Linked DNA regions of Delphinus delphis: region 1 is linked to region 2. Evidence: chromatin contacts called from public Hi-C data. All regions are on one chromosome and are shown on one strand. Each heading gives the region's core, a stretch centred on a gene start, on an enhancer-like site or on the middle of the called end of the contact. The rest is flanking DNA. Distances are from core to core; before and after follow the strand shown.

The links. A called contact is a pair of places that touch in the nucleus more often than the background predicts.
Region 1: a contact with region 2 is called in a Hi-C map of muscle, with 4 times the contacts expected there. The contact joins the promoter of AP3M2 here to the promoter of POLB in region 2. A contact is called at or near these places in 2 of 3 Hi-C or Micro-C datasets (lung and muscle).

Annotation. Positions count from the first base shown.
Region 1 is chr21:3,014,721-3,019,518 of mDelDel1.2, reverse strand. AP3M2 (adaptor related protein complex 3 subunit mu 2) reads left to right here and starts at 1,372. Exons shown (of 9, transcript XM_060001517.1): 1 at 1,372-1,410; 2 at 2,938-3,218. The coding sequence starts at 2,946.
Region 2 is chr21:2,839,434-2,844,690 of mDelDel1.2, reverse strand. It overlaps POLB (DNA polymerase beta), which reads left to right and starts at 2,097. Exons shown (of 15, transcript XM_060001072.1): 1 at 2,097-2,282; 2 at 2,606-2,663; 3 at 4,970-5,036. The coding sequence starts at 2,222.

The sequences.
Region 1 (4,798 bases), core at 123-2,622, 180 kb before region 2:
GAGAAATGCCCGCAGCAGTGATAGCATCTCTGCACCTTAGACACACATTGCTTAGTAACCGTGTGTAATTGTATCTTGTGCTGTTTCTTAGGCAGTAACAATCGCTGACACTTTTCTAACTCAGTCCTCACAACAACTTTCCGAAGTAGGTACTGAAGTAGGTACTATTAGTGTCCTTATTTGAAAGTAAGGAACTTGACGTTTAGGGAAGTTAAGATACTTTCTCAATGACACAGCTGGTAAAGTGTTGGAGCAGGATTCAAACCCGGGGGTCTGGCACCAGAGCCCCTAACCCTACAGGAGGATGCCTCATGACTCAGCCATTCTGATTTGGGGTTGTCTCTCGGACTTCGTTCAAAATTAGCCAACTATCTGCCCTTAGCAAGTATGGCAAGGAACAATCCATGCCACTTTCAGTAAACGCCTATCATGGTCCTGTGTCAGGAGGAGCTGCCGCTCCAAGTGAAAACCACAGCACAGGCAGGGAGACGCGCTCCTTGTCGGGGGCATTGTTACCATCATCACCACAGCTTACCATTTTATTGAACATATTCAATGTCCAGGCACCGCGGCAAACCCCTTCCACACCCCATCCCACTTAACAACTAGGTTTAACCTTGTCTTTTGACTTCTACTGCATGCTTTTCTGGGTCACAGTGGCTTGACTCAAAATAGTCATCAGAGCTCCACTGCAATTTGGAGAGAGACCTGCCCAACCCTCTCATTTTCAGATCTGGGAACTGAGACTCTGAAAGGTTAAGTGCCTTGCCCAAGGTCGAGCAGGTGGTGGTCCAGCTGGGGCTGAAAGAGGCCGCCTGAATCCTGGTTCAGAGCTCTTGACAGGACGCCGTTACAGCCAATCACCTTTACTCAATGCACGTAAATGAAAAGGCATCACGTCCCTTTTTAAATGCACTTATTTAATGGAGAGTAGTTATTACTGCTCAGGATTTATTATCCATGATATGCTCTTCGATAAATCGTGCCCTGTAAGTCACACTTTTTGCATTCCTTTCGAGGCGCACTCCGCGGTTACGCAGGTGGCAGGGAAGACACCCGGGCCCTTTGTGACTGGGTGGCTAGGGGCCGGGCGGTCCGCCAACTGTTCATGACAGCCAATCAGGGCTCAGAGTCCCAGAGCTGCACCAATCAGAGATTACCGGAGCCTGAACAAGGGCCAATTGGGGGCTCCAGAACAGGGTGAGAGGCGGATCGCGATCAATCAGAGGGGAGCAATGGATCGCCGATGCCCAATGAGCGGCCTTCAGACCTCCGTCGCGGGCGGTGCTGGCGAGAGTCCCGCTGGCCGGCCAATCAGCGGGCGAGCGGCGGCCGGCGGGCGCGGGGGGGCCCCTGGGGGCGGGGCCTGCCCGCGCGGCCGAACGGTGGGCGCTGCGAAGAGCAAGTGGGGTAAGGAGGGCTGATGACCCGGGTCCCGGGTGGGGCTGGGCGCGCGGGGGTCTGGGCGGGGGCGCGCGGGGGTCTGAGCGGGGGCGCGCGGGGCAGGGGCGGGGCCACGGGGTGCCGCCTGACCGATCCTCCGAGCTGCGTGATGCAGCAGGGAGAGGTGAGCGGCTGAGTCCCGGTCTAGGGAGGTGGCCTGCTCCGGCCGGAGGGCTGGGGGAGGAGGGGACACTGTTGTCATGGCGACGCAGGTGCGCAGACGTGCGACCCTTTTCAGCCCCGGATCGTGCGCACACCTTAATCCGCCCGCGTCTACCTCGCCCCAAGCTGCCTCCATCCTCCCTGCGACCAGCGCAGAAATAACCCTCGTTGGCAGCCGACTCTGCGCCGCCACAGCGTGGCTCCCCGGCCCCTCTCCCTCCCGCAGCCTCGTCGCCGGCAGAGAGATTAAGCTCACCCTGAGGCACTTGTTACAACAGGCCTTCGCGATTTGGCCACCTGGACCAGTTAGCGGAGTGGCCACAGCTGGGGTCCCGCGCGGCCGCCTCGTTTCTGGGGACTGGCACCGTAGAGATGCCGCCGCCTGAGGGACCTGGGGGATCCCCCCAGAGGGATTTTTTTTTTTTAAAGGCATCCAATGTAGAGCCTTGGCATAACATGTAGTTAGAAAATGGGGTCTGACTGGATAAATCAAGATCACGACAGCTCTATTCCGTGGACCATCGCTATCCAGTAGAAATAGGCAGCGATCCACATACTGTGTAATTTTACATGTTTTAGTAAGCACATTTAAAAAATAAACCAGTTGAATTAATTTTTATATCTTTTATTTACCCAATATATCCAAAATATCAATATTAAGTATAATCCGTATTAAGTTAATATTATTAATTGACTTAATTAATTGATATTAAATTATTGGTAAGCTATCTTAAATTCTTTTTTTTTTTCCATAAAAAGCCTTCAAAATCTGGTGCGAGTCTTACATTCACAGCACATCTCAGTTTGGACCAGCCACATCTGAAGTACTCAGTGGCCCCATTTGTCCGATGGCTACTGTATGAGACTACACAAACATAACCATTTCTTATAGGTGTGTATTGTTGCCAAATACATGAAACTCATCAGTGTTCTTTGAAGCCCTCTTGTTACAAGGAGGCAACAAAAAACATGAGGCAGGGACTTTTCTTCTCAAGGAGCTGCCAGTCCAGTTGAGAAAATAGACACTCAAAAATTAAGTGGAATTTTAAGTGGATATGATTCAGGCAGTAGTAAAGATGACAGTATATGATTAGCTGACAAATGAGATGGCTGATAATTACCCTTAGGAATTCTAGGGAGTGATACTTCGGGCTCCTGCAATAGCGGAAGACTTGAGTCTCGTCTTGGAAGGTGGGTAAGAAGGCTTGGGCTGCTGCACGGATGGGGAGGGGGTTTTGGTTGACTGCAACTGATCAGAGCTTCTCTTGTTTTTAGAGTTGAGCGTTTGCAGAGGCTGTCGGACGGAAAAAGACTTTCCTCTCTCACTGACAGCCTCCACCATGATTCACAGCCTTTTCTTGATCAACTCCTCTGGAGATATTTTCCTGGAGAAACACTGGAAGAGTGTGGTCAGCCGTTCTGTTTGCGATTACTTTTTCGAGGCACAAGAGCGAGCAACTGAGGCTGAAAATGTTCCTCCAGTTATCTCCACCCCTCACCACTATCTCCTAAGTGTTTACCGTCACAAGATCTTTTTTGTGGCTGTGATCCAGACGGAGGTGCCACCTCTGTTTGTCATTGAGTTCCTTCACCGAGTAGTGGACACATTTCAGGTGCGTGAATGTGAGGAAGTTCATCCATGTACCTTACAAAGTGTCTTTATAGTTCTGTTTCCATTGTTTTCAGCCTCAGTGAAGGAACTTAAAAAAGAAATTAAAACTCTGACTTTGCTCACTTCCTCTCCCATCTGGTAAGATGCTTTTTTTCTATTTATTGAACGGGCTGCACCTAGAATGACAGGTTGTATACTTTTGAACCCGTTGCCTGGGAAAGCCACCCTACTTGGTATGATGGTATACAGTCATTTCATTTCTAGAGAATGGAATTATCCTACATTTTGTTCACAAAGCTGATGAGGTTCGATTTTTTATTTATGGTAGACTTGATGTTAACCATCGTTAACGACATTGCTTTGAGTTGCATCAAAAAGTGATTCACTCACCCTGGCAGGGGTAACTTGGGAACCCATCCTTCAGCTTGAATTTGGGGTGCTCGTCCACAGCATATGAGTACCAGTGACGGGCTGTTTTTTGCAAACTTAACATTGGAAAATCTTCTGTACCTGTAAAAACTTAAGTGACACATTTTCCAAGAGACAGTTTTCATTTCGAGTTTTTCCTTCAGGAATAGATTTGGAGATCTTGGGGCGTGGGAAGGTATGTCATACCAGGATGTCAACACCCTTTATGGCACGGGATTCTAGGCTGCCCAGACTCTGGATTCAGACATTTTCTCCCTAAAAGGATTGCTCAACTTCTAACGGTTGTGGTTGTTTGCATAACTCAACGATCCATGAGAATCAAGGGCCCTTTGCGTTAACTTCTGTGTCATGTGAGGCCTGGAACTGGTCATATGAATATAGAAATTGTGGGATTGGAGAAGAAGAGAACAAGGACCCAGACATTACGATAAAAATTAAAAAGCAAGTCAAAGAGTCCTTTCATTTACCCTCAGATATAGATCACATGTTTAGAACAGTTTCATTCTCCAAAGAATATACGTATATTTATATTTTTTCCCCAAATTCTTTTCTGGTAGTTCTGTTCTGGGATCCCAGTGGCATACTTGTTCCATCACACAGTGAAATCCTGAGAATGATAAACCCCAGTATGTGGAAGAACTAGAATAGCCCAGCAGTATTGATCTTCAGCCGCTGGAGCTGGGCCTTGTTAGGATTTCCACAGGGATGCTTTACGCCGTTAACAGTCTGCTCCCTATCTCCGTAGTGATACGATGTAACTTATTACAAGGCAGGAAGTGAGAAATGTTGTTTAATCTAGTTGAAACCACAGAGGAATTGGGGAAAACCTCAAAGTGGCTACTTTGGAAGGCTGGGACTTCAGAGCTTGCCATTTTGGAAGCATTTGTTAAAAGTAAATGGCCGCATCCTGATTTTAATGTCTTATCTGATGTGTGTTCTCTGGCTGCGCTCTTCCTCTCATAGCGGAAGGAGCTCCCGCTATGCAAGTGACGCACTTTGCTGTGGCGCTGTGCCGTGCTCACCAGTCTGCTTCCAGCTGATGATTGAGAAAATCACATTCTGCCTGACTAGAAAATCGAGGGAGGTGTTTTTTAAAGTTTATTTTATTGAAGTATAGTTGTTTTACAATGTTGTAATTTCTGCTGTACTGCA
Region 2 (5,257 bases), core at 848-3,347:
GTCTTTGAGATGGTATATGAGACTAGAGTTCAAGGGAGATCAGGGCTAGAAATATAAAAGGAGTCTTCAAGCTAACTTCGCATTTAAAAGGGCGAAGCTGGACAGAGTGGAAAAGCTGGTTAAAGGCTCAAGGCCTGAGGCACTTTCCCACAAGGCTGGAGAGTGGAGGAGGAGCTGGGAACCAGCACACACACAAACAAACCAACACCTGAGAAGGGGTGGCTAGTAAGGAAGATTGAGGAAGAAGGGAAACCCAGAGCACGGGCTAACTTAGAAGCCAAGTGAAAACAAATTGTTTCCAGAAGAGAGTGAATGAGTGGATCAAATGTTACTGGTTTATCCAAGAAGATGAGCACAGAGAATTGATCATTTTCCTTGGATTTTCTGGCACTGATCTTTTAAAAGTTGACATAACTCATATAGGGATCCCACAGTTCCCTAAAGTTGTAACTTTCATTATCCAGAGGTGAATAAAAACTTTTTTTTAAAATGAGAAATGATCATTCTTCGGAACCAAATAATATGAACATAACCTGGAATAGAGATTGCATAGGAGAAAAGGAGAACAGAGAATATCTAAATGAAGGTGGGAATCAAGGTGGCAAGAAGCTTTAGAATAAAGTTAAAAGGCAAGGGACAAGAGGATAGTGCAAATACTTACAAAAACTTTACAAGTAAAATATACAAAAAAGTGTTAGTAGTAATATTTTAAAAATCTAACAAGTTCATAACAGACAACTACCCCATTAGAAAAATGAACTGGTGGCACAGTGGTTAAGAATCCACCTGCCAATGCAGGGGACATGGGTTCAATCGCTGGTCCAGGAAGACCCCACATGCCATGGAGTAACTAAGTCCATGCACCACAGCTACTGAACCTGTGTGCCACAACTACTGAAGCCCGTGCACCAAGAGTGCAGCAACGAAGACCCAACGCAGCCAAAAATAAATAAATAAATAAGAAAAATGAACAAAGGATATAAATAGGAAATTCAGAAAAGAAGAAATACAAATGTCCAAGAAGCATAATTTAAGATGTACACTGACAGTGTAAATAAGAACAACAACAACAACAAAAACCCACACAGCCTAATCACAAAAACTTATTTTATCTAAATAATTATTCCATTATTGAAAAGGATTTAGAAAGGACTGGATTAGAAGACTGGAAGTATATGTCCCAAAATATTGATAGTGGTTAAACTGGATGGTGAGATAATCATTTATGTTACTTTTCTATTCTCCTTTTATATATTTCTTAGATTTTTCTACAGCAACCATGTATCATTTTGTTAAGCTTTTAATTTATTTATACACAAAGCAATTGCCTGGAATTGGCAGTTGAGTACGAACCCCAGGAGTTACTCTTGTAAGTAACATATTGCTGATGTCACATTTCCATTTCTTAAGCAGAACTATAAATTTTTCAGTTATAGGTCATCATGTTGTAATGACAGTTGCATTGCTCATTATCTAGGTTAAGGGCTTCTTAGTGTTTTTTTCACTTTGGCCCCTGCCGCAAAAGGAGGGGAATAAAACATAAAATATCTTTTGACACTGGTTGGCATATCTGCTAAAAAGTTTAGTATGGGAGGCATTCCTGTGATCGGCAGATTTCATTCCAGACTCCTGCCGCAGCCTTACAGGACTCCTCTGCAGCGGGGACTGCATTGCGGCCTATGTACTCTACTCGCACCCCATCATCTTACATACCCCATCATCTTACATACCCCACCATCTGAAGTTTTGACTTCAGAGTCAAAACCAGACTTCCCTTCTACGGAGAGGACTGAAGAAAACGTTATGCCTGGGAAGACAGGTACAACGCCTTAGGTTAGGAGTCCAAGTCTTCCCATAGGAACCCCACTGGGTTGTAATCCTGAGGCTCCCATTTCCCTTCCGCCAAATCTAAGCTCGGGTCCAACATCCTCCTCCCGGTCCTGCAGGCTCCAGGATCCTTTTTCTCTCTCGCCGTTGAGGCCCCTCCCCGGCCCCGCCCCCTGGCATTGGGTCCCCCACCGGCCCCGCCCCTCCCTGTGACGTCACTCGTGCGCCGCGCCCCGCCCCCCCAGTCAGAAGCCCTCATTGTTCAGCCAGTCGCGCTGGTTTCGCCGCGTTGGGCTGATCCTGCGTCCTCTCCAGGTCGCAGCTCCTCCCGAAAGCTGGGCAAGGGGACCATCCCTGGCTGTGAGCTCTCTGCGGTCCTCGGGTGCAGGCCACCATGAGCAAACGGAAGGCGCCGCAGGAGACGCTCAACGGGGGCATCACCGACATGCTCACAGGTTAGCCCGGCCCGGCGCCGCTGCCTTTCTCCTCTCCTCCCTCCCCGCTGCTTTCCCTTCCTTCTCTCGAGTCCCGACAGCCCAAGGATGTCCGGCCCCTAGCAGCCCGGAGTCTTCCGTGCAGATCTTCCTCCGGCGCCGGTGGCAGATTGTCAGTCCTGCTGGAGACCCTTGAGTCACGCTTGGGCTGCCCTTAGCCTGGCCGGTGTACAAGCGGGGAGGTCCCTGTCCCTTAAGAGGTCGTTACGCCTCCTTCCAGGAAACTCAGTTCTCGTTTGTTTACTCGTGGTTCTTGTTCACCGAGCCTCTTGTTGCCTTTTCAGAACTCGCAAACTTTGAGAAGAACGTGAACCAGGCTATCCACAAGTACAATGCCTACAGGTGGGACGGGGGGGCATTCTCTGTTAGCATGCGTTCTCGGATGTGTGGCAATTAACAGGGCTGAGGGTCCAGTGGATATGAGGACCGTCTGTAGGAGGGGATAAAAAGCAAGAACTGAGGGTATTGACTCTGGTGGCACTTTACTGCGATATTTCTGGGAGAATTTGGGCAGAGTTCTGTAGGATCAGTTTTGATTAGTTGCCAATTCTGATTGAAAATAGGCTAAGACATATTTTTCCCATCATTGAACGTGAATTACTGAAAATGCAGTTTGATTTTAAGTCATAATGAAAGACAGTGGGTGAGGTCTGTGCTGTAAAGTAGATGTGGTTCAGGGGAATCTTTCCATCTGGTTGGTGTGTGGCTGATCTGTCACCTTTTGAATCTCATCCTTGTCCATTTCACCAGGGCCGTTATCCTAGCCGTTAATGCCATATCCGCCTGCTTCCGCCCCTTTAATCTGTAAACATGTCCAAGTCCCTCAGCTCTTAAGAGCAAAAACAAAGCAATCTTCTTCACCTCCCTCTGCCCTCTAGCTAGCACCTTTTTCTTTCCTCCACTTTACAGTTAACCTTGAATAATCTGTATTCCTTGCCTGGATTTCCTCATCCCCAGTCATTCTTTATCTCATTGCAGTGTAATTTCCATCCTGCCATTCCTCTGAAAAGGTTCTCACCCGTATCTCATCTTACTGGACTCTCAGTGGCATCATCTTGACTTCCATGATGGCACAATCTTCTGTTCTTTCTCCTCTTGTATCTTACCTTTTAATGTTGGTAGTTCCCAGAGGTCTGCCCTGAGCCCTCTTTTCTCACTTTTATACTTTCCTTGGCAATCTTACCATTCTTGGCTTTGAATACCAGTCAGTGACTCCAGATCTGTATTCACTGGGCTTTTCTCCAGATTTTCAAGCCTATGTTACCTTTGTCTCTACCCTTTCAAAACTAAACTCAACTCCCATCTTTGCTTCTCACTCACCATAACTAAAAGCTGATTACACTCCCTTTCGTTGCCTCCTGTGAATTCCTCCGTAAAATATTTGTACTGTTGTCCACACATTTGATGATCTCAAAATCAGAGAGCGATTCAACCCCGTATTCTACTTGAGTCTCAGGTGGCTTCAGAGAGGAGGTGTTTAGTCTTCAAGGAGCCCATCAGGAGATAAGGGAGAGGAGGAACAATCTAGAGAAAGGAAACAAAATGAGCCAAGGCACTGAGACACGAAGGGGTATTGCATTTTCTAGGAAGTCAGTAATTCAGTTTGCATAAGGGGTATAGTCTGAGTGGGCAATAAGTCTGGAAAAGCAGGTGATGCCCTACCACCCCTGCAGGCTCCTCCCCAGCCCCCAGTCCCCATATACATTTCTCTTGATGTGACCAAAGTATTCTCTTGAATTAAATATTTCCTCTTTACCTTGATAAAACCCCAAAGCATCTGCATACAAAAGGTCTTTCCTGATTTAATTCTTCTTCCCTTTCAGGCTTTGTGCCATAGTGCCAATTATGTGGAACTGCTTGTCTTTGCTGAAACAATTTCCTCCACAAATTGCCCTCAGCCTACCTTTCCAGACTCATCATCAGTAACATGCTAATACAGAAGTCGAAATCCAAATCTGAAGGTTATATGTGCTAGAACAGAGTGAAAAACTAAGGCTTCAAAGACTATCCAAAACTACATTTAGCATTGAAATTATAGACAGGATACCATCAGTGAGCTCCCAGGGTGGACCCAATCTGTCACCAGACTACTGAGCTAGGTATGTGTGGAGATGGCAAGGATACAGGTCACTGCTTTACGTGGAACCGAAATGAGAGCAATGAAAAAGAAGAACTGGTACAAGGACATAGGGGAATACAGTTTTAAGCCATGAATTTAAAAATAACCATCCATAAGCCAGTTTGGTACGTAGTAGTTTGAATACTTCTAGGTGGCACATTTTTTATGAAAGGAGAGTTATGAACAATTTCTAAAAACTAGCTATTAAAAAAAAAGCTCAATGATATTTTCCACTTAATCCCAGAAAGGAAAGCCTACTGGTTTCCTGGATCTCCCTAGTTTTACATATACGGTTGAAACTGTGTTATTCTCAAATGCGAGGGTTTTCAGGATACTTTTACAAGTTAGAGATGCAGGGGGTCTGTCAGCTCATTGAGTTTTAAAGTTTTACACGGATGTGGAAGATAAGTTCACCTTGGTGAAAGTTTAAGCTGCATATTTGTTTGTATGTATATTCCAGTTTAAGAAAAACTAATACTTTGCTGGCTTTCCAATTGGTTTTCCTTTTTTTTGTTCTTTTTACTTGTAGAAAAGCAGCATCTGTGATAGCAAAGTACCCACACAAAATAAAGAGTGGAGCAGAAGCTAAGAAACTGGTAAGTTTAGGGAGCAAGTTGATCGAAGAGCTCACACATGTACCCATCTGATGGGTTCCCACAAGATGAAATTTGCCTCCGAAGCTGCCGTGACCCACACGGGCAGATTTCACTGCTTTCTTGGAATAATATTAATGTGTTTCAAGCATACTTTTTCAAGCTTGGAGTGTTTTTATTGGGGGAGGGGGTGGATTTAAGATTTTTTTTAACATATGTACTTA